2 separate regions of the Mus musculus genome follow, and region 1 is linked to region 2. The links are chromatin contacts, called in public HiChIP or PLAC-seq maps. All regions are on one chromosome and are shown on one strand. Each heading gives the region's core, a stretch centred on a gene start, on an enhancer-like site or on the middle of the called end of the contact. The rest is flanking DNA. Distances are from core to core; before and after follow the strand shown.

The links. HiChIP or PLAC-seq counts read pairs in DNA pulled down with a chosen protein or histone mark.
Region 1: a contact with region 2 is called in an H3K27ac HiChIP or PLAC-seq map of the HPC-7 cell line, with 6 times the contacts expected there. The contact joins two enhancer-like sites. A contact is called at or near these places in 1 of 484 Hi-C or Micro-C datasets (nephron progenitors), 1 of 115 datasets of contacts at active chromatin or transcription factors (the HPC-7 cell line) and 3 of 9 other capture datasets (adipose tissue, liver and pancreatic islet).

The regions. Positions count from the first base shown.
Region 1 is chr17:75,290,151-75,295,564 of GRCm38.p6, forward strand. Ltbp1 (latent transforming growth factor beta binding protein 1) reads left to right here. Exons shown (of 34, transcript NM_019919.4): 17 at 1,141-1,266; 18 at 2,606-2,728. Among named protein-coding and RNA genes, the nearest start is that of Rasgrp3, 140 kb to the right of the region's middle. Within about 2 kb of position 3,296, at least 11 of the 459 cell types and tissues checked have an H3K27ac peak or open chromatin away from gene starts, as enhancers often do. A contact at or near this core is called in the HPC-7 cell line, where this site is marked.
Region 2 is chr17:75,195,664-75,201,339 of GRCm38.p6, forward strand. All of the region lies in intron 5 of Ltbp1 (latent transforming growth factor beta binding protein 1), which reads left to right. Among named protein-coding and RNA genes, the nearest start is that of Ltbp1, 190 kb to the left of the region's middle. Within about 2 kb of position 3,863, at least 61 of the 459 cell types and tissues checked have an H3K27ac peak or open chromatin away from gene starts, as enhancers often do. A contact at or near this core is called in the HPC-7 cell line, where this site is marked.

The sequences.
Region 1 (5,414 bases), core at 2,046-4,545, 94 kb after region 2:
CATGTGGCAGGCAGACTATTGAGTAGGAAACAGTTGCATACTTGGAGTGTTTCTCAATTTTAATCATCTTGGGAAAACATTAGTTTATTTTATAAAGGGAGCTTCAAAAATTGTTTCAAAAGAAATAGTTTGCCCAAACCCCAGGATTCTCTTATTTCTGTGTTTAATGCCACTAACCTTGCTACAGGTAGGACATTTCCACAAATGTGGGCTGCTTTACAAAAGTAAATAAAATATAAACTCCAGCAAATTGCACCTGTAACCATGTATTTTGCCCAAACCAACACTGAAGCATGCAGCGGAAATAAATTCATGCATACAGGCAAAGTCCGATTTCTGATAGGGGTTTCTAAATCCTAATCTCTTAATGCATGAAGAGTGGATTCCTAAGTGAGTGGGGGGGAGAGTATCTCATAGTTGTTATAGAATTATTAGTCAATGATTACAATGTATTAACTCTAAATTTATTTTAACCCTTCAAAATAAAATGTACTATGTTTTAAGACATGGTCAATAAGTAAGAAAAGAGAGAGAGAGAGAGAGAGAGAGAGAGAGAGAGAGAGAGAGAGAGAGAGGAAGAAAGCCAGCATCAAGAACATACTCCTGGCACTACTTTACTGTATGCATTTCCTGCATGTATGTTTATGTGTAGGTAGGTGGATATAAGAGACGCCCCACTGGCATTGACTTTCTCATGCATCTGTCACATGTCACCTTTAGAACCTAAGTTACTAATCAAGAAAGGTAGTAGAGATTGTCATGACCCAGCAATGACCCAGAGTGCATTGCTGGTGGATTGTCCCTGAATTTCCTGGTGAAGGGGAAATTCCAGTACTTGGTGCTCCCGCTCATCAGGAAAACCTTCTCTATTGAGCCAAAGTCTGCATTTCTGAAGCACTTAGTGATAGGTTTTGTGGGGGTTTTTGTTGTTGTTGTTATATTGTTTTAAGTCCTACCCGTTGAAACTAACACATTCCCTACTAACACTCCTTTGGATCATTTCCCCTTTGGCTGCTCTTTTTGCTTATAAAGATCTCTCTGATCCCCAGGGGAAGGTGTTGATATTTGGTGCTTCACGGGACAAAGAAACAGAGTCCTGAAACCCAGCTCTAATTTCGCCTGTTGTATTTTTGTTAACAGACATTGATGAATGTGCTCAGGTCCGGCACCTCTGCTCCCAGGGTCGCTGTGAGAACACAGAGGGAAGTTTCCTGTGTGTCTGCCCGGCAGGGTTTATGGCCAGTGAGGAGGGTACTAACTGTATAGGTAATAATGACGCTCTTCTTGATGTTGCTTCTTGAGGGATGGACAAGTTCAGTGCTCATACAAACATTCCCACACTTGTTTTATGATTATTAAACATCGGCTGTTATGTAGCAGTCTACTTGGTGCTCAGAGATAACACTTTTGTTAGAGTACCTTGGAGTCCAGCTTCCTCTGGGTGTTGTGGGACTGGTTGTGGAGCTAGTGCCCAAGGTCAAGGCAACACTTTGGAAGGAAGCTATCAAAGGTGTGCGATAAAACAGGTTATTTTGGATTTACCACCACCATCATGTAAATCTAAACATGTGACTTGAGAGCTTGCTGAATACATTAAAGAAATGATGGTACAAACCAGATATCATACTTAAGTAGATAGGAGCTAGAAGTAGAAAGTGGTATCTTTGCAAAGCATAACTGGTACAGTCACTGTGGAAAATAGTGTGTAGATTTCTAAAAAACAAAAAATCCCTATAAATAGAATGACCATATATAATCTAGCAATACCATCTCTTAACATGTACCCCAAAGACTCTGTATCCTGCCATGAATACAGTTACACACTTATAGCTATTACTGTACTATTTACAGTAGTCAGGAATTGGAACCAGACTAGGTAATCGGTATCAACAAATGAATGGATAATGAAAAGAGAGAGAGAGAGAAAACACACACACTAGAAGTGTCTTTCAGCTCTAATGAAAAATGAAATCACTAAAATTTCTAGAAAATTCTAAGTGATTTTATTTATATTTAGAAAACCAAGTGCTGCATGTTCTTTTTATATGCAGCTCCTAAGTATGTATGTATGTATGAATGTATGTATGTATGTATGTATGCATGTATGTATGTTTTTATATGGAAATGAGTAGGAAGAGGGTTGAAAAAAAGCAGAAAGGGACCCATGAGAAGGGGGAGAAGGAGACTTAAAGATGGCGTGGAAGGTGGGGGCATCCACGTGGAGATGGGGCGTGGTGGGGAGGAGGTATGGGATGTGGAGCAGTTAGAGGGTGGGAGTGGAGGGGCAGTGAATGGAATATGGAGTGTAAAAATGAATTACAAATTAAATTAAAAAAAACATAAGTAAGTAAATAAAAAAGTAAGCTATGGGGGAGCTTATAGAAAATGTGTGGCATCGAGGCATATTGGGAAAGGAAGGCTGCAGGTTGGGGCAGCATCAGGGAAACGGGGTCGGGTGGGGGAGCAGGTTGGAAGGGGTAGAAACGAAAACAAAATTAAATGTTTGTAAAGGCCATAATCACTTTGTATCCTAATTAGAGACTGAAGAGAGAACCATAACAACTAAAAATGACTCATCCCGGACCATACTTTATGTTTCATGCAGATGTGGATGAGTGCCTGAGGCCTGATATGTGTAGGGATGGCCGCTGCATCAACACCGCTGGGGCCTTCCGGTGCGAGTACTGTGACAGTGGGTACCGGATGTCACGGAGAGGCTACTGTGAGGGTGAGTGTGCTGACCAGACAGAGACCTGTGACTTGGGTCTCAGCAATGTAGCTGGGTCTAGAGCCAGGGCTGGAAGGCAGTTGCCATGGGTTTTGCAGTTCTTCTCAGTTCTGCCCGTGACCCAGTGAGTCCTTGGTCCCTTCACAAAGTTCAAAGCTTGTCTCTCTGCTCACAGCCTCTGCCTGACTTCCATGGCTCTGTCTGCCTTATTTCCTACATTGACATTCTCCTTACTTTTTACGTTGGCATCTGTCTTTCCTAGTGTTTGCAGTTGCGAGCACAGTTAATTGGTGACTATTCTGGACTGAGGCCAGGCTTCATTATAGTGTCTGGCTGCTCACTTGCCTGTGAATACAGTGCAGGTGGAACCTGGGGTCATTTTTCATTTCCCCCTTCCCATCTTGTTGCATTCTTTTGTCTCAACTGTCTTCTTTTACATGTATTCTGGAATTTTCCTGCAGACTGTTTGAAACTCTGTCTGACCAATTTGGAACCAGAGACTAATAGTGCTAGATAACATTTCTTCGTTACACGACAGAGATGGCACTCATTAGCGAAATGTCTTGTAAACTGTGTACAGTGTGGTCAGAATTATGTTCTAATTGGTATTTCTGTTGGTGCAGATGTTCATCTTACATCAGTTCTTCTTCCTCTCCCTCCTCCTCCTCCTCTCCCTCCTCCTCTTCTTTGGTAATTATTTTTCCCCAGAGAGATTAACTTCTGCAGCAATCTTAGCATGGACCCACAACAGCAAAGACACAGGTCCCTGCCCTGGTGTTTGGAGGGTTTAGAGTTAGATGTGGTATTGGATCCTGGCACTCCCTGGCTAGCTGGCTGCAGCTGTCTGAAGCTCTACATCTTGTCCACTGTGGGCAGACTTCTACAGCTAAGGAGGGACAGGCTCAGTGGACTAGTCTTCCCTCAGCTGTCCCTTGGCTTCTGCATATTGGCTCCCTTCACACTCAGATGACCTAGGCCTGGAAGGAGAACTAATTAGACATTTCTTGGCAGTCCATACCTGACTGTCCTGCTGGCCTCTTGCCTCAGCCCCTTGGGTTCTAACTCTAGAGACAAGTGGGAGTGTCGTGTATTGCTGGGCTTCAGATCAGTTTGGAGCTAAGCATTGCCATGAACCTTCCCATCTGTGGCCCTGTGCCACTGGACGAACACCAAAGTGTCCCCACTGTCCTCTTCTAGGGAATCCTCCCTCTGCAGTAGAGAGTGTGAGCCTAGAAAATCGTGGGAGGGACTCAGCTGACAACCCTCATTTGTAGTAACTGTTTGGTCTAAACCTTAGTTCATCGTCTGTAAATGGAGAGCCATGAAGTCAATCGACAGGGTCATTACGAGCATCAGCATGTGTAGCTGAAGCCTTTATGATATTTGTCATCTTCCTCTTTTAGTGTCTTTATGTCCTCTTCCACGATTCTTTGTTCTTGGTCCAAGCAGAAATGTGCTAGAAATTGAAGATACATTTGACAAATATTCATTAACAAAAAGAAAACCAAACACTAATCCTTAATTATGGTCTTTATACAGTCCCAAAGAAGAGAGAGGATATTTAAACAATGACAGAAAGAAGTAGATTAGAACATTTAAAATGCTATGATTTATAGCTGATAGAATATTCAGTAATACTCAATCTATAGGAATTATTTAACTCTAGTTAACATGTCACCAGGGTTCCCTGGATGTGCATCAATCTATTTACACAAAAAGCCTCGAAGAGAAAAAGAGACCCAATAATATGTGACTGTTTTTAATTCCATGGTGGACCAGAGCCAAAGGTCCCCAGGTCTTTGGCTCCCTGAAGCTTATCTAAGATGTCATTAAGGAAGCTGCTTTCAAACAGAGTTGAGTCTCCAAGGAGCCCATTTGTAATTTTCAGACATTATCTCATTTGCCCTTAAAATGTCACAAGGCAGGTGGCCCTGGCTTCACAGCTGAAGGTCAAGCAGGAAGTGCTGCAGCGTATCTGCAGGTGCTGCCCGACACCTCAACACAGAGCAGCCTGTGGCAATCTGATTTGGCAGTTGCATTTCTATTTTTTAAAAAGTAAAAGATTCATATACAGTGGCGGAGAGAGAGAGAGAGAGAGAGAGAGAGAGAGAGAGAGAGAGCACAACAGTGTGTCATGTAGTTACAACAGTGACTTGGTGCTTTTGTTTTGTCTCCATAATATTCCCTTTAAGCATCTTTCGTGCACAGAAGTTTCTCTCACAAAGGATTCTTAAAGGTATCTAGAATGAAGACCGCAAGTGTCTGTGATGACTTAATTAGTGAGCCAATTCTGCTTCTTTTCACTTTCGTCTTTTACCTTGGATCCGAAAAGTGTGTTTCCATAAGGATGTTTTGAGGGTCTTCTCTCTCATACATTTTGTATTGGGAAACTTAGACATTGCATGTGCTTCTCTAAGTACAAAATTCTTCTCCAGGAAAATAGACTTCTATTGTATGGCGACAGTAGCTCCGGACTGGTATCATTTTCAACTAGAGCCTCTTCTTCCCCTCTTTTATTTTTCAAGTGTCTTGAAAAAAATTAAAAAAAGATGCCATGCCTAGGTGTTTTCTAGCAAGCATGGCAACCTGAGCTTAGTCCCCAGGACCCACAGGGTGGGAGTAGAAAAGCAATTCCAACAAGTTTTTTTTTCTCAAATACATGCGTGCGCATGCTCGAGCACACACA
Region 2 (5,676 bases), core at 2,613-5,112:
TGTGCTCATTGGACATCTGTGAGGCTCCTTTGAAGGCATGCCTGGTCAGGTCCTTTGCCCAGTTTTGAATTGGTTTGATGTGGTTGATATTTTTTTATTTTGAGCTAGAATTTCCATTTTCCAAGCTCGGTACTTAATTATAGCATCCTGTATGGCTGATATTGATTGTGAATCTTTTAGGAGATCTGCATTCTGGTTTTGGTTTTGGCATGTTTACTTGGACAAGACTCATTTTGTAAGTCTTCATTTCTTCATCCCTGAAGAGTTGAGGGGGTGGAGACACAGGCTTTCCTGGCAGACTTCAAGCCCATTCCTGGTGAAAAGCTTGTTCCTAGGGAGCAGCCTAGTGTGTGCATGCAACAGGCTATCTTGAGTGTGTTTTATTCTGTACATACCTTCTGTGAGTTCCAAGTACGCACATGGCAGACCACCCTTTTGTACTTTTTATTTTTGGCTCTTCCTTCAATGTGAATCAAAGGGTGGTTTTGTACAACTACAGTGATATATCGCGTGGCAATGTGTCATCAGCCTGACAGGTTTGATCAGAAAAATCAACGCCTGGAAACATTGGACAGGCTTACAAATGACTCTCTATTTTTCTTACTTAGATTTTCAACTCCAAGTTCTCAGAAGAGTTTGGCCCAGAACAGAATGACTCCATGGTGGCCTGAAGGAAGCACAGCTTGTTTGGAGCAGGATAAAAGGATAGAGTCAGGTTGGGCCAATAGGCTGGAGAGCACTGTGGGTTTTATTTTCTTAGAACTGAAATGTGAATCCACAGATTGTACTGGGACCCTGTGATGAGTAACAACACACGGATGGTTGACGACTAAAAATTTGAGTCACAGTTATCTAAATCCCCATGGTAGGGTTGAAAATGTCAAAAGCCAATTTTTTAAAGTTGAGGAAAGCATTTTCAGAGTAATTGAGAGGGTAGCTTTTCCTGATACATCTTTGAGTTCATTTATCTCCTGCCAATTCCCAGGACTGCCTTTATTTCTCGGGATTAATACTGCCTTGATTTTTTTTTTCTTTGCATAAAAATAAAGGCCAGACACAGACACATGAGCATTCTTCGTTAGTTAGAAAGCCCTGTTTCCAGCCCTGTGCTGAGAACTCACCCTGCTCTGGGTTCCCCAAGATGCCAGTAGCTTTAGATTCCTAGAGGACAGGAGAGAGTGGTTGATTCTTTGCTGCTTCAGATGCTTCTTGGAGGCTATACGGCATCTTTTATGTCCTCATCCAAGGCCACAGATGCTGTCAATAGACTCTGTCTAACCCCTGGAGTTTCACTGGGGGTTCCCAGACCTCTGTCTAGATGGTGGTGTTGTTGTTGTTGTTGGTAGTAATGTTGTTTGTGGTAATGGTGATGGTGATGGCTGCAGTGATGTTAATGATAATGATGACAGAGTACAGCTGAGTAGCCCAGCTAGTGCTTAACTTGCTGTCTTCCTGCCTGAGCCTTCCGAATGCAGGGATTATGGTATGTACCAACATCCTTTTCAAAGGAATATCTATTAAATTGTCTTGTCAACTTCCCCATTTGAACACACTTCTCTTTTTGGCTGGTCTTTGCTCATACCAAAGTTACAGTTAACTATATCTGATGACAGGTTTGTTTTTTTTTTTTTTTTTTTTTTGAAAAAGAAATGGATTTGTACATCATTGAAAAAATAATAAACGACTTATAAAATGGACAAAAAAGTGGGATGGGAACCATTTGACAAATGTAAGTTTTGTTTCTATTTCTGTCCTGTGAGTACTCAGATCTCTTTCTTAGACATACAAATGGGTCCATTTATATGCCTTCTAGAATGGGTATGTATTGGCAGATATATAAATACAGCCTGGAGCTTTCCTAATATATTAATTACTGTGCTGTGCTTTTTTTGCCTACCAACTAATAGCCATAGAAATAAGTCTCCCTTGATAATTTTAAATACTGTACCACAGTTCATCCCAGCATATATTGTAACTTATTTATCCAGACTCAGTTAATAGACAGCTAGCTCAAAGGTTCTTAACACGGGGGTCAAAACCCCAATGTGGAATTGCATATCAGATATCCTGCATAGTGGATATGTACATTATGATCCATGCTAGTAGCAAAATAACAGTTATGACCTAGCAACAAAGTAATTTTATGCTTGGGGACCACCACAACATGAGAGCTGTGCCAAAGGGTTGCGGCATTAGGAAGGTTGAAAACCACTGGTCTAGCTAATCCTTCAGGCTCCCTAGAGACTCATGTCTATTCTGTAATTCTAGATCCCATCAATTGGACAATGAGTAGTAACATAACCACATAATATATCTGTGAAGGTCCTAGGATAAGCCATAGGAAGTGTTATTAATCCATAGACTATGCACTTATTAGTATTAACTCTTAATTACCCAACTATCTACTGGGTAGTTGAACTAACATATCCCCAGCACACTCTTCAGGAGACATTTTGAAGTTGGGTGATGGGGTGAGTTAGTGTATTGATTTACATCTTGCTTATGTATGAGATGGCCTTTTCCAGGATTTGACACTGAGCCTGCAAGTCCCTTTTATGTTCACATTCCAGTGAAGAATCTGATGTTTCAAGTCTGCCCTGTGTCTTACAGGATGCTTGAAGCAGCCTTGGATCATTTGCATTACACTCATATGACCCAGGCTGGATGCTCATTCATCATACAGTAAGGATGATTTTGAACTCCTGATCCTCCTGCTTTCACCTCCAAAGTACTAAGGTTACATATGGATATGGTGTGTGCCACCATATCCGGCTAAATGCTTTGGTTCAGCTGTTTTGCCTTTTTGACCTTAGACATAAGCTCCTAGTGGGAAACACATGAAGACCCTGAAGTTTAATGAGTGGCATATACGTTTATGAAGGAGGAAGAGGAACCTTGGATTTGTAACAGCACTGTGGAGTGCTGTCTGTATGCCCAATGCCCAGTGGCTGAGAAATCAGGGGTCTGCAGGCATTCTATAGATGAGGTTAAATAACTGCTCAGCACCATGGAGCAAGTTTGTTTGAAAAGGCAGGTTTGAAGCTCAGAATCCAGTACTGTGTTCTCCTGTACCCACCGTTGTTTCATGCTGTCTTCTCTATGCTGGAGTGGACGTGTAGTCCAAGTTGAGAACCCTGGCACTGGACTCTCATCCATGCTGTCAAATGGGAGTGATGAGCTTTGAGAGGTTTTCCTATCTAGAGAGTTTGAAGGTGACTCCCTGAGGGTGCTGTTGCTCTGAGGAAGGACTGGTAGTGAATGAGAGGTGATGTCAGGGGGACTTTGTCCCAGGTGATGAAATGCAAATATACGTTCCTGGATTATTACCCAATTAAGGTGAGGATAAGAGCTATTGGGTACCCAGGAGAAGCTGAGATGACATTACTCAAGGCAGACTATATGTGTAAAACAGAATATATCTCAATTATTACACAAACCTTTGTTGGGCATGAGAACAAGCATGGGGTGTCACATAAACTTCATACAGACTGAAGTGGAGAATTTTGAAGGCAGTTCTTGGGGATTCATGATTCTAAATACAAGTCCTCACCTAGAGTAGCGTCCTCAAGTCCTGCAGGAAGTCAGATCCTCATTCCTAGTCACAGAAAGTGGCTTCCTACCCCTGAGAGCTGCTGTGGGCCTGGACAGGAATGATACTAAGTTCTGAGTGATTTCTGGGTCATCCCAGAGGAAGACATGAGATGAGAGTCCTCAGTGTTTTCTGGAAATCCAGGTGGGCTTAACTCCTCTCCAGCTACCAACTGGAGGGTTTCCCAATTGATCATTGAACAGACGTGAAGAGAGAAAGCAGGTCTGATTCATAGACATTGTGTTCACCTAAATGCCCCACCGTCTTTTTGGAGAGATGTAAAGTCTCTTTCCTGTGATTCACATGTATTACTCAGAATCCTTGTACTTACTGGACTCTAAAGCAGAGATTCAGGTTTGGGGGAAGTAACTTTTAAACACTGCAAATAGTGAGTCCTTCTCTCCTTCCCTCTCCTCTAATGCCAATATGGGTTATAGAGCTAGGCAGCTCTGATGTCAGAAAATACTCCCCTTCCAAGTGGTAAGAACACTGGGTGGACCTCTTCCCCATTCTTCAATAGGGAAGACACATTGTTAGTCTAGCGCATCGTATGATGAAACAGGAAACATGTTATCTTTGTGACTCAGCTGTGGCAAAACGCAAATGTCAGTCAGACAATGAGATGGGAATACAGGGGCTTAAGGTCCCTAAGCTTGCTTCTGAAAGAGGACAAAGCATCGGCTGGCGAGTGGTGGCTGTGGTCATGACAGCTGTGTGTGTCCTTGTCTCTTCTCGGCCCTGCCTAGGTCCTTCTCGTAATGTCAGAGATAAGCATTTTTGCTTGTCATTGTGTCTTATACTTCCTGGATACACTGTCACAAATAATGAGAACGTCGAGTCCTTCAGGCTGAGCCAGTGAATGGCATCCACTCTTCTGAACTTTGGATGCTTGCTGGGTAGTCAAGGCCTGGCTTTTCAGTCATTTAGCAGGCAACACAGAGAGTTTGAGTGTTCAGAGAGCTGCCAGTCATTGTTTAATGCTTTAGAGAACATCACAGGTTCTAAATCCAGGGAGGAATTTTTATTCTTCTTCTCTCTCTCTCTCTCAAAAAATTCTTTAGTTGATTTATATGTCTCTGTGTGTATATGCACACATGTGGGTGCAGGACCTGCCTAAGCCAGAAGAGAACACTGGATCCCCTGGAGCTGAAGTTACAGGCAAATGTCAGCTGCCCTTTGTGGGTTCTGGGAACTGAGCTGATATCCTCTGGAAGGACAAGTGTTTTTAATCACGGAGACATCTCTCCAGCCCATCTTCTGTTTCTCAGTTTTTGTCATTTAATTTCTTAAATCAAATTTTTATAAGCTAAAAAGGCAGGAATGCTGGGAGGTGGCTTCCTTGGTAAAATGCTTGCTGTGCACACATAAGAACCTGAGCTAGATCTCCAGTGCCAACGGAAAGGCTAGATGTGGTAGTGGGTCTCTGTAATCTCAGTGCTAGGGCCTCTGGAGCCTGATGGATCCTTGGGGTCCTGACCAATGTAACTGAGTTAGCCAGCTCCAGGTTGGATGAGAGATACTATTTCAGAAGTTAAGGTAGAAAGCAATTGAGGAAGATCCCCAAGGTTGACCTCTGGCCTCCTCATGTATATACATGCATGATCAGGAATACACACACACACACACACACACACACACACACACACACACACACAAATTCATACACACATACACACACAAACAAACATACACATACATCCACATATACTCGCACACACATGCACTCATATACACACATGCAAACATACTACACACATACACTCACACACACTCACATGTGTACTCATACACACACATGCACAGATATATGTGTGTACACACACTTATGTGAGCACACACACTCATATACACATGTATACTCCACACGCGCGCACACACATGCGTGCATGCACACCAGGAACTCCAGTGAGTGTGTTGTTATTTAGTAGCCCCTGATGACCTACTTGGAATCTTGGTGTCAGAGCTCCTTTGGGTCACTCTGTCATGTTGTGTGGCAATCTGGTAACATCAGAAAAGAAATCTTCCCCAAATAAATTTGGCTCTGAGGTAGGAGAAGAAGAGTCAAGTTGACCATGGACATTGTGTGT